Linked DNA regions of Bicyclus anynana: region 1 is linked to region 2. A link is a contact called in public Hi-C data. All regions are on one chromosome and are shown on one strand. Each heading gives the region's core, a stretch centred on a gene start, on an enhancer-like site or on the middle of the called end of the contact. The rest is flanking DNA. Distances are from core to core; before and after follow the strand shown.

Evidence for each region. A called contact is a pair of places that touch in the nucleus more often than the background predicts.
Region 1: a Hi-C map of whole body shows a contact between it and region 2, with 7 times the contacts expected there. The contact joins the promoter of LOC112044716 here to the promoter of LOC112044702 in region 2. A contact is called at or near these places in 2 of 2 Hi-C or Micro-C datasets (whole body and whole larva).

The regions. Positions count from the first base shown.
Region 1 is chr15:5,952,829-5,959,253 of ilBicAnyn1.1, reverse strand. LOC112044716 (10 kDa heat shock protein, mitochondrial) reads right to left here and starts at 2,224. Exons shown (of 1, transcript XM_024080654.2): 1 at 1,626-2,224. The coding sequence starts at 2,081. The coding sequence ends at 1,770. It overlaps LOC112044714 (glucose-fructose oxidoreductase domain-containing protein 1), which reads left to right. Exons shown (of 1, transcript XM_024080651.2): 1 at 1-53.
Region 2 is chr15:5,680,126-5,686,776 of ilBicAnyn1.1, reverse strand. LOC112044702 (splicing factor 3B subunit 3) reads left to right here and starts at 5,139. Exons shown (of 17, transcript XM_024080624.2): 1 at 5,139-5,298; 2 at 5,552-5,798; 3 at 6,583-6,651. The coding sequence starts at 5,573.

The DNA of each region.
Region 1 (6,425 bases), core at 975-3,474, 280 kb before region 2:
TATATTAATAAATGCCTTAAACAAATGAGAGTAAAATGCCTTAATACTTCCTATTTTATTATTTATCTGAAAATATATCCTACATCAGTAATCCATAAAATAGTTTTGAGTAATCACAATAATAACAATACATAAAAAAACATTTGCTTTGCATTTGCTGTTACTAAAAGTACATTTACTTGACATACAGAGATGAAATTTGGCAGGGAGGTAGTTTGTAGTTAGTAGAAGTCTGCTGAGAATGGATTTTGCGCCAGGGCCGGTATAAGGAAGGATTGAGGGTGGACAAAGTGACAGGCTTCTGTTAATATTGGATATTTATTTATGTGAACATATTATCATTATCATGATGTTACTGCTAAAAGTAGGCCTTTAATGTACTTACAAACAACACAGTCAAGAGTTGCCCGCATCCAGGACCTCCCTGTTATTGTTTGATTATGATTACTTTGTTTTTTGTTACTTATGATTGATTTGTTTGTTCATTTTCTTGTTTGTTAAGTTTGTTGGTAATAGAAAAAAATATAATTAAAAAAAATACAGTTTCAAATGTTACTTTACTGCTTTTATACACCGACAAACGTTTTGCCTTAGAAAGGGTAAAAATATTCATTATTCTTCATTCATTAGGCCAATTATTTAACCAGATCCTTATTTATACATCATTATCATTTCCACATAATCTTAAACAGGGTATATAGGTACCCTGGGCAGACGTATAGGCTGGTACTCATTCCCCTTTGGGAGCCTTCTGACATCATCTATACCAAAGTCTACAATAATATTAAATTGCTTTGAGAAAATATAGGTATTGCCCTGAACAGCCCTTTGCAACATTGTTGGGTGCATATATTAAATAGATTAAAAGTTACATCAGGACCTCAAATCTGAAACATATTACCCATTTTACTTTCACAGCGAACTATGAAAGAATATAATCACTATGTTTGGGAACTGTATGTAAATCTAAAAGTAGATTTAAAATTCTAGATTGTTCCTCTTTCATTTCTTTGACATGTAATCATATGACAACTTGTGGCATGTAGCGCGCCAAGTGCTGCCTAAATATTTTGGATTGGATCCAGAGTAAAACAAAGTACATATAAAAAGTACATATAAAGTACATATAAAAAGTACATATAAGTAAAACGAAGTACATATAATTTTTAAATAACAATATGAGTTTTATTCTGTATATAATAATGATATAAAATTACTATAAGAATTTTTGATAAAATTAATAACTAAGCTCTAAGTTGTAACCTAAAAATAATATTGTACCTAATAAACTGTATAGTTAATAGTCGCATGCTGCAATGAAATTAAAGTTGTCTTGAGATCATCATCTCCATTCCCTTATCCCACTAGTCGGAAAACTATGTCATACTTTTCCATTAATCTCTATTGCTCGTCAACTCATCATCCACTCCCTTTACACACATGTTCTCTTTCACACAATCCAGCCATCTCTTCTTTTACATATAACAAAAATTGATTTGCAATAGTGGTTTCATTTATAGTTAAGTGCAAAGTGCAATTTCAAGATAACCTATAACATTGCATCATTGTTATTCAGTGTAAGTTGTTAGTGTGTAAGGTATAGAGGTAACAATGAATACAACCAGTTTTATAACATCGTTATAATAAATGCAAAGACAACATCATGTTCCACAGCAATGAACATATTACACAATCACATCATGTTCAGACACTACAATAACTAATTAACCAATAATTCGAACCGCGGGAAATTAAAACTAACACTAAAATTAATTCTCAATCTTCGCTAAAATATCAGATTCTCTAAAGAGATGGTATTCCTTTTCATCATTTTCTAAGCTAACTTTGGTGCCGCCATACTCGGGTAGCAAGACTCTGTCTCCCACCTTTACGAGGATGGGGATGAAGTCTCCGTTGTCTTTTCTTGAGCCGGTACCCACAGCCACAACTTCTCCGTGGAGCACCTTAGATTGTGCTTTTTCTGGAATCACAATGCCTCCTGCAGTTTTCGTGATTGCTTCCGCTCGTTTGATGAGTACTCTGTCCAGCAAGGGAATTAACTGTTTCACTACGTTGGACATTTTTAGGAGTTTTATCTTCTATCAGCACGAAACTTATAACAAATGAATAGAGATTTTATTTTGTGACTTTTGAGTTAAAATCTAGAATATTCGTAATTTGTACGCCGGTCAAACTGGAATTCCTGCCATGTGTTTGTGGTGTTGCCACATTTTAATACATTTTTATTTATAATTTGTTGATTTGAGTCAAAAATAATTAAAATTATAATAAATCTTTGAATAGAAGTTTATTTTATTCAATTTTAAATTTTTTTAATTATTTTTTTGCTGCAGGTTTTCCTTTATAAAAATTTCAATCGCAGCGCCATCTAGTGTCTAGTAGCTAAGAAAATTTATCCAAGAAAATGTTACTGCAAAATGTTTTAAGATGGCGTTGTTTTACTAAATGAAAAATATCTCAATAGATGTCGCTACTAGTACTCAAAGTAAAGATTTCTGCAGAAATAACTTATCTTTTCTTTATCTTTATAAAATTATGAATATCAATATAGACTAATCATGCATGGTATCTTCAACGGACTGCCGAGCCGAATTATTTTTCCAAATGGTTTATTTAATGGGTTCTGTTTAGACGTCTCAGGTAAACCAATAAGTCACTAACACTAGGTACCCTTTTCTTTATTATGCGTAGGTAATTATGGAACTTATTGTAGAGATATAACTATATAGATACTCTTTATTGTTGAGGTCGGCATCGTGGCTTTGCAATCGCGTCCGCAATCGTCAATGGGCGCCGCGCCGTGAGCCCGTGACCATCGCAGGAATGTGCGCCGGCGCCGGCCAGTCTCAGACACACCTGCGCGCGCAGCATTCACCCACACTAGTGTTGGGTAGGACATGACTTGAAAAAGAGTTTGTAAGTGTTGCCTCTTTTTTGTACCGAGGCAGTACAATGTCCCACTTCAAATGAGGCGAGGCGTACTGAAGCTTGGCACTACATTTGAATTTTGAAGTAACGAATACAAATGTCATATTTGAACTTTGTTTGAAGCAACGTGTACAAATGTCATGTTTGTACTAGTACAATAATATAGCTTAGTAATCATAGATTTACGATTCGGTACAAGTATTCTATGTTAGTAATAGTTTGTCTTACATACTGATATTAAATGCCAAACTTATTTTTAACCTATATAAAATAGATCGATTCACCTTGGTTATTATATTTCAGTTTTAAATTATTAAGTAATTTTTATTTTTATAAAATGTCAATTGAATAAATCCAAATTCAAAAAATAATATTTCTAAACGCATCGTATACCTACTATTTCCGTCGCGTTATGGGATATAGTACAAAATTATATGACAGGACCACAGAATGACGTCCCATTCGACTTTTGTACTATACTAATAGCATTAACAACTGAGTCTTAGGGCCATAAATCATTTCTCTATATCTATCTCGCTTGCACTTATGGGTCTTATGGAGCCGTCTAGTGAAGGGTGTAACAATGAAAGACATATTATCGATAAGTAAAGTTTATTATCGTATCTTGTTCACAAAATTAAAAAAATTAACAATATTTGATTTAATATAATACATATTTCATATTATATAATTATTAACTAAATAAAATTAATCTTCATCTGAGTCTTCATCATCAGAATCTTCGTCTTCTGCCAAATTTATTATATATTAGTATCCATAGTGCGCAACGAGTAACACATGAATGTATTTATTTAATTGCAGTAAACACATTTATAGCAAAAAAAATACGCAATGCAATTACATTAGAAACCGACCAATCAGAATCGTCCAAATCATTATTGACTCATCATTAGCACGTGCGCAGGTAGCCGTTTATCGATAATTAGGGTGCGCAGGTAGGCGCGCTGCACATTCCTATCTTTTTTGACTTCTATGACCGGACGACTCAGATGATAATGCGCATACTATAGTGTCTCGCTTTCTCTCGCGTACGGGTAAAGCAACTACCGCGACAGAAAATGTGAAGTAGTACATTTTTAAATGTTGAGCCGCTCTTACATTGTGACGTCATGTACGGGACAAATGTCCTGCCTCTTGTATGTCCTACTCAACGCTAACCCACACCACCGCAGAGGACAACTCACGCGAGCGGCTCGACCACGCTCGAGTCTCGACTATCTCAACTAGGGTCGTTGTAACCTTTGAACAAAATATCGATATGTTCGATCTTCAGCCTTCCTCATACTTCCCACTGGCTGGCATCCACATAAAATGTTGTTGACGATAATTATTGCAAAGAATGACTTATAATCTTTATCATTTACTGTTCTACACGTTGTTATACACCTATAAACTACGAGAGTAAAAATCGTGTGTGTGTGTGTGTGTGATATTATTTTCACGCACATCTTTGATTATTAGGTAGGTAGGTATTTAACGGATTTTCATACGATTTTCCGATTGCTCGCGACTTGTTTTTATTAAGATCGGAAATAAGGAAAGAAAGTTATCTGAAAATAATGTAGATTTCTATATGACATTTATGACCAATCGATAAGGTTTTAAGCTTTTAAAAGCTTTACCGCTTTAGTCTATCATTTTGCTGGGCATTAACGAGGGAAAAAATTAAAAAAACCGCATTCAACGCAGACGAGGTCGCGAGCATCCGCTAGTTTGAACCATAGGTTTATAACACATAGATAGTGTGTAGTCGCAGGATTCGTAAGCAGTTATATGTGCCCCGAAATGGGAGCCCTTGACGCATCGATAAGTACGCTCGTGTGCGTGTCGGCGACTGTAATTAGCTTTACGCTAACATAGTCACAGAAGTGTTTACGATTGGAGTGAAAAATTGTTAGGTACGTGTTGCAGGTCTATAGGTTATTAGTCTTATGATTAAAACATTCCCTTCCCTATAAGTCGAGTCCCTATGTACCTTACCTACCTATCTACTCTATAACTCGTACGGCGCTTCGCTCGAGCGCGGCACATTAAAGCACTGCAGCTATTGTTCTCGCTTTGACAACTTGTGAATACAAAAGTAATTGGCCTCTAAAGTTTACTTGCCACGAATATCGCATAAAAATTAATGGTTCGACCTCTTTGGCGTAGCGTAGTCAGTAGATGTACCAGTTTGACACGGAGCAATGGATTATTATTTATTTTCTAAATTAGGTCTGCTCTGGTCCGCTGATGGTAAGACAAACTTACCATCGATGCTGATTTTGATCTTGCCATCCTCATATTTCGATTTCCCGTTTATGAAGCGTACCTGTACGTAGAAACTTATAGATAGGTGCCATGTCTATGTCTATCAGATCAGCTAAGTGTAGGAACCTTCTGCGCTTCTTTGCAGGCATACTCCACGGACCTTGCTCCATTAAATTACCATTTTGTTTCGAAATTTAGATAGCATATTAAAAGGTAAAACATTCAAGCCTGATGAAGCAGTCTAAAGCACGTTCAAAGATTTTATTGATTGCCGTCCGAATGTTTTTTTAGTAAATAGAACAATGAACCTATAAAATGGAAAAGTGCAAGATAACAATGTTAGAAACTTTGATTAAATAATATATTTAAAAAAAAACGACTTTATGTTCCTCCCTTATCTAATTTTAATCTATACATACATACCTACTGTACATAACCATGTACATTACATACATACAGTCTCTATAGATAATAATATGTGTTCACGATAGATTAATCAATAATAGGCAGATTGAGCGCACGGAACACGACAGTGTCGTACCCGTCACAAATACAAAATTCAAAAACGAATACATTCCCGAGTCAGTACGACACGAAGCGTTGCATCAGTAATTTAATTTTCAATATTATTCTAGAAAAATAGCGTCTTATGTTGTTAAATGTTTTAAAAACTGTTCTCAAAAACTAAAGAAATAAGATGGAGTATTTTTTTATTGGTAATTATTGACTAATTTACGTTATTGTTGTTATTGTTAAATTTTGAAATACAAATTATAAAAAAATTTGTTTACGCTGATATCAAGAAGACGCGTGAATTTTTTGTAGGTTTCACCGGCTTCAGCACGCAGTTTTAAAGACTCACTCTGGTTACTCTGGGGTGTTCCCATGTTTGGAAAATTTAATTGAATAATAAAATAAATAACTACTTCTCGCCTAGCTATATGGCAACTGGCCACAAACTCAGCCTTGTGCTATGCATAGTGCACAGCGCTGATTTTCCGCTTCCATTAATGAATAGAAATAGTAATTGTGAAAGTCGATGGGAAAATCAATAGCTTTAGTCCAAGATTCGAATAATCACAAATTCGATGTAACGTGTATGTATGATCAAAACCCTTATGACAAAAACTATTCCTCAATGAATGATTCTATATTATAAGCGGTTTCTTTTATCACATAAAATATTTCATAAAAAGCTAATGTCT
Region 2 (6,651 bases), core at 3,890-6,389:
AATTATTCTTGAAAGCAAACGTGACGTAGAAGCCATTTATATAGTCATAGGCAGGCCCGTAGGCTGCAAGCTCTGTCCAGCCCACCCGCTAGCGAGTGAGAACTAATTGGCGCTATCAGACAGATGGCAGCCGTGATAAAATTATTGCACCCGCGCTTTAATATCCGGTCGATGTGAAACCTACTGGTTCTACAGTAATATTGTAAAACTGAACATTTTATAGGTATCTATAGAACTACCAAGCCGATTAGAAAAGACGTATTGGTGTAAATAGACAAATTATGTATATTATGTTGATATAAGATGTTTATGCGTTGACGAAATAAAATAAGCTTTATGTGATGATATGTTTTGATAATATATAAAATAAAATATAGTATTTACATACATACTAGAGCAGGCCAGTGACTTTGTCTGTGTGGAGTTCCTGATTATAACACTTATCATTTTTATTACTTTCTGTAATCTAATTTAAGCTTACTGATTCAAGCTTATATTTGAACTACCGCCTGAAAAACATTCGTTATTAATCCCGAGGGAACCATGGAACTTTTCAGGTTAAATAGTAGTCTATGTCTGTATATAATCATACATATAATCTTGTTTTATTAACCAAATCACTTGAGTACTTGCGGGCGTAAAAGAGAAACAAACACACACATAAACTTTCGCCTATACATTAGGTAAATTACTAAAAATCAAGAAACAGAAACAAAGATTTTATAATATCAGATATGTCATTAACACGTCGAAACTGAGGCAACAGGTGGCTAAGTAGGTAATTGTTTTAATTTCAATTAGTCGCAAAGTAAACAACGAATTCATTTACCTATACAATTAAGACCTAGTCTACAATGAGTTGTGTGTTCAGGAAGTGTAAAAACTATATAATATCTACATAAATGCGGTGATTTTGTAGGCAACATCGTTAGTATAAAATATCATTGAACATAACACCAAAATACAAACTGTATTTCAGTCTATCTGTTCTCGCTATGCAGTGCAGGTTTCATTTGTAGATTTACCTGAGTATGGGGCAAATTGATCGGAGGTAAAAAATATTTAATTTCCGAAAAATCAGAATTCCACACGGACAAAGACGCGAGCGTTCTCTAGTATGTTGTAAATTATCATAACACCTGCATTCCAAATCGGATAATAAGAAAAATTATTATAGATTACGTTCTGGATACGTAGTTATGTAAAGCTTAAATGAAGTATTAAACTCACTCAGGGGTCGAGGAGACATAAATTAACATTCAAATATGAATAACCGACATGAAACCCATTTGGATGCATTTGACTTCGGACGCTAAGCCTGAGGTAAAATATTCTGGAAGTAAATTATTCGTGGGATGACCATAAAAATGTTAGGTCTCTTGTAGCTTTCTGCTTAGAACAATTTACATATTAACCAATCACGTAGCTTCTTATTAAAAATAACTATAACTTCATTATGTTAAAAAAAAGGTCTAAAAAGGACTTCTTGTATTGCGCAGCATAATAATTTAGAAACGTCAAAAATATTGCATCCGACTATACACGATTAAGTACCAATGCAACTTGACGGGCTTCTGGTGTTACGAGTATAGTATGGTGAAATTAAATTCTACTATTAGATGATAATAGTGAAGACCGATCGAAGACTTAACGTGTCAGAAGCACGAAGGTTGTGTCAGCACCAACTTATTAGATAACAATACTGTTCTTTAAAACCTGTTTTTGGCGCCACTCTATATAACGCTATTCAACGTAGTTTATATACAGACTAGCGGACCCGGTCAGGCTTCGCTTTGACTTATGTGCACTTCTTCCCTATCCCTACTCTAACCCTACCCCTCCCTACCCCTACTTCTTCCGCTTGACTCTTAAACATTTGTATGAGAAATCCGCTTGACTCTAAAACATTTGTATGGGAAATAGAAAACGGTTGTTTTTATGGTTTTCCCGGCAATTATTCTGATTTTTCTCACCTTTTAAACCTTCTCTATACCTCCACGAACATTTCAAAACCAAGATAAGATAAATCTGTTCAGCCGTTCTCGAGTTTTAGCGAGACTAACGAACAACAATTCATTTTTATATATATAGATTAATGTTTCTCTATAATTCTTCACATATAAAAATGCATATGAAAATGTCACTCAAGGTGGGTAGGTAGTTCCGGCCCTTAACGTGGAGATTTTACCCGTTGCCAAGGTAGCACACGTGCAGGGTCGTCGCCTCGCCCGCTCTGCCTGGCCAACCCATAGAGTTCCTAATAAAAAGGAAATAGAAATGACGTATCTATTTTTTAAGTACCTAATAACTAGGTGACCCGGCAAACCTTGTAAATTATTCACTTAATGGGCAAAGATTTTATACTACTAGACAGGTCACTAGCGCGTTGATACTGAGGCGGACAAAAGTGGCTAATTGTGTTTATTTGGTTTAGGTTCATTGCAAACGAGGAAAGTTATTTAAATAAATAATAACTAAATATTGTCTACAATGTCGAGTTGTGTGTTCAAGAAATGTAAAATTGTGCATCATCATCATCATTACCAACCCATATTCGGGTCACTGCTGAGCTCGAGTCTCTCCCTCTCTCTCTCTCTCTCAGAATGAGACGGGTAAGGCCAATAGTCAATCAGACTGGCCCACTGCGAATTGGCAGACTTCACACACGCAGAGAGTTAAGTAAATTCTCTGGTAGGTATGCAGGTTTCCTCACGATGTTTTTCCTTTGAGATACGTGATATTTAATTTCTTAAAACGCATAAAAAGAAATGACGCACACGGCGAAATGTTTCTGCTACACTGGATATGGTTTCCATATTAGTTTGTAGTGGAATACGCACGCCATTTCTAAAGCCTGATTATTGAGATGTCTATGGCGCTACCGTTGCGCTCAGGGAATCATAAGCGTCAGGTAGTCGCGATTATGCTAAAGCGCTTAAGCTCCACGGAGTTATACTTCTTGTAAAGATTTACTAACTGTGGTGTTAATATAATGTATGCCAGACATTATTATAATTTATTAAATCACATACCTAACCTAATTCAAAATTCGAGGCATGAGAGCCCAGTGGAAATGACGTCTGCCTTCGATTCGCAGGGCGTAGGTTCGAATCAGGTCCGGGATATGTACCTCCAACTTTCCCGTATCCCAAAATAGTGAAGGAAAAAGCATCATGAAGAAACCTGCATATAGAGTTTTCTTAATTATCTTCGTGTGTGAAGTCTGCCAACAGGCATTGGGTAGCGTGGTGGACTATTAGCCCAACCCCTCTCATTCTGAGAAGAGACTCGTGCTCAGCAGTGAATCGACTATACGTTGATAATGATGATGATGAATTCAACATTCATATATTACAAGCACTAGTGACTACGACTATAGTATAATGAATTAATAAGAAATGCCGACATACTTAAAAATTGTTTATTTTAAAAAGCCAAACATTTTTATAGTTTCATCATCATCATCATCATCATCATTAACAGCCGATGCACGTCCACTGCTGGACGAGATAAAATAAATAAATAAATATACTTAAACAATACACATCACTATCTACATAGATACTACAGTCAAGCGTTAATTTAAAAACATTGGTAAGGGGCCGTTCGAATATTACGTAAGCAGAAGCATTACAATTATCCCCTCCCCATCCCACTTGTCAGCAAAAGTCAGCAGAACTCTTATTCCCCCTCACATGCTTACGTGAACTTATTAATAATTTTACTTACTTATGCATTTTTTTATTTGCGTCAATCTCAAAAAATGCGTTTCGTTTTCAGACAGTGTGTGTGCTGACGTAATCATCATCTCCCCCCCCAACATGTGATCAAAATTAAGCAAAGCAAGGACCCCTCGCCCCCTAACGTACTTACGTAATACTTGCACGTTAAGTACATATTAAGTAGGTAGGTGTATACCAACATGAAAGAATAAACTCAAACAGTGGTAAAAAGAAACTCAAATAGGGACATTCGTGTTGTTGACTGATGATCCAATAAAGAACGCGGCGTCTCAAAGTGAAATGGGACCAAATACTCAGGTGCGGCCACGATCCGATACATTGTGACGCGACGCGCCGAGCGCCGAGCCCGCAGTCACAAAATAGAATTAAAACGACCACAATGCAACGCAGCGGCCCTTACAATACAGACAACGAAACTAAATCCCACCGAAACGCTTCAGGTGTTCGGTCGGTTAATGCCAAGGTTGTTCACTGAGAACAAAAAACATTGCAGTAACTATTTATTTATAATGTTTATGTAGGTACTAACCTAACTGGTTTTAAAAATATAAGTATCATGACAATACTTTTTTTGTGTGTCAGATTAAATTGCTAATTAATTTATGTAGTTAAATATCGTCAGTATGAGATCTCACAGTGCATCAATGAATTTTTTTTTATACATGTACCTAAGGATAACTGACATGTTAGCAAAGGGCATTTGAACCCTTCTTTGAACTTCTATGAAGAAAACTGAAACTATATGTTTTCGGCGTTTATAGGTATATATTTATCTTATTTTTTCTGAGTTTCTGTAAAAGACAGGTGATGTAGGATTTAGGTACAGTGGATGAGTCCAAGGTCCTAGTAGTAGTCCAAGGCACGAATAAAAATTTGTTTTTAAACACGCCTTTTTTCATAATTAAATTAGTGTAGATGCCTACCCACCTCCATTTAGGACGATCTCCACTACCATACATCGAAATATACCTACTATACATAAGTACATAACAAAGCCTTGTGTGGGTATGAACTAGGTATGAATGTAGTAATTATAACTAAACGTTATCATGTTTTATTTGGCAGGTAGTTAATATATTAATAATAACAATATTATTAAATCACTAAACGCCACTTTTATTTTTAAATTAGTATGGTTTGAAAAAGGCCGAAACGGCGCATTATTATTGGTTCCGCCATCTATTGGCTACTAATTTAAGTAGTCGGATCTAAATTCTAAAATTATCACTAGATGTCACTGGTGGAGTACTTTTTGCAGAGCCATCTATTGCCTAATAGTTTAAAAGTTAGCGCCATCTATTGATAAATAGCTGATTTAATTTTATTTAATAAGATTTATATATGGCAACACTACACTTATATATACTGACGCTTTGTCAGAAAATCCTCTTTTTTGATTGGTTAGTTCAATTATAACATCCTTGCTATTCGTGAAATGGGTGTTCAAGCGTCTGTGGGAGCAGCGTCCGCCATTTTGCGGCTGTTGAAAGCAGAAGCCGGTGGTGAAATAAAATATCTGGCCGCATTGCGGCAATCGGTTACTTATTCTATGCAAGTAAGTATTCTAATATTTTAATGTACCGAATACTGAATTTTCGTGTGAATATTTTGCACTATATGGTATCTCCTCGGCTAGATTTAAGTGTCAGTCGTGGTCGTATATTTAGTGCTAAAACAAATATGCTCACCCATTCGAATACACAATCCTATTCTGTTTTCGTTAGTTACGAGCCTAACAACCCATACTCGCTTATGATTCTAAAGTTCGCAATATTTTTTAGAGTTTATAAAAGATCGCTTCGTTTCAGAGTGAATAAGGCCGATCCAAGATGTATTTGTATAACCTAACACTGCAAGGGTCTTCGGCCATTACGCACGCCGTCCACGGTAACTTCTCCGGCACAAAGCAACAGGAGATTATAATATCGCGTGGGAAAACGTTGGAAATGCTCAGACCGGATCCTAACACCGGCAAAGTTCATACGCTGATGAAAGTTGAAATATTCGGCGTCATACGTTCAATGATGTCGTTTCGTCTCACCGGCGGCACTAAAGGTAATTGACATTGTCTGCAACCCACGTGGTCATTGACCCCGACTTGATTTAGGTTAGGAAAGTGCTTCGACCCCCCCTTGTGAGTAATTATAACCCTTAATTACTCGCAAAGGGGGTTCGAAAGAAACTCTAAATACATTATTTATTTTATTAACGTAACGTTGGTCAGTGGTTTGCCTATAGGTCATGACTTCATGAGGTGTTGAGTTCAAATTTTTGGTCAGGCTATGAAATATTTAGTTTATTTCTTACAAAAGGTATTACAAAGTCTAACATTAGCACCTCGAGGCCGCCAATAGAATTTGAACAGCATTGTCAGCTTCAAATAAACTTCAAGGAAAGATGCCGAACTGTCTTCATTTATTTCTTCCTCCAATTGCTAAAGCTTTTAATATAAAATAAAGTATTGTAATGAAATTTGTAATATATGGTAAGAAATTTCAAATATTGAATAAATTAATATGTAACAGCTGAAAGTGCTCTTTCAGTGGGCTATTATGAATGATTTTCAATTTAAAAGATGATCCTATCGGAAGGATTTCTTTACTGGATATCGTTCAATTCATTAATTGTGGATATTGCATTGTCTTGCTCCATTGCCTTTTAATAAAGGTATATGGATTAACTAGATGCATAGACTGAATCCAACGCGTCGCTCTTTGCAATTGAAAATAATTGCAGGGATGTTCGTGTTTTTGGTACATTTCAGTATACAAGAAGTTTTCTATAATTTCTACCTTTGCTTAAACTAGATAGAATTGCTTGAACACATTCTTTATTACAGATTACTTGGTAGTTGGATCAGATTCTGGACGTATTGTGATATTGGAGTACATTCAAGCAAAGAATATTC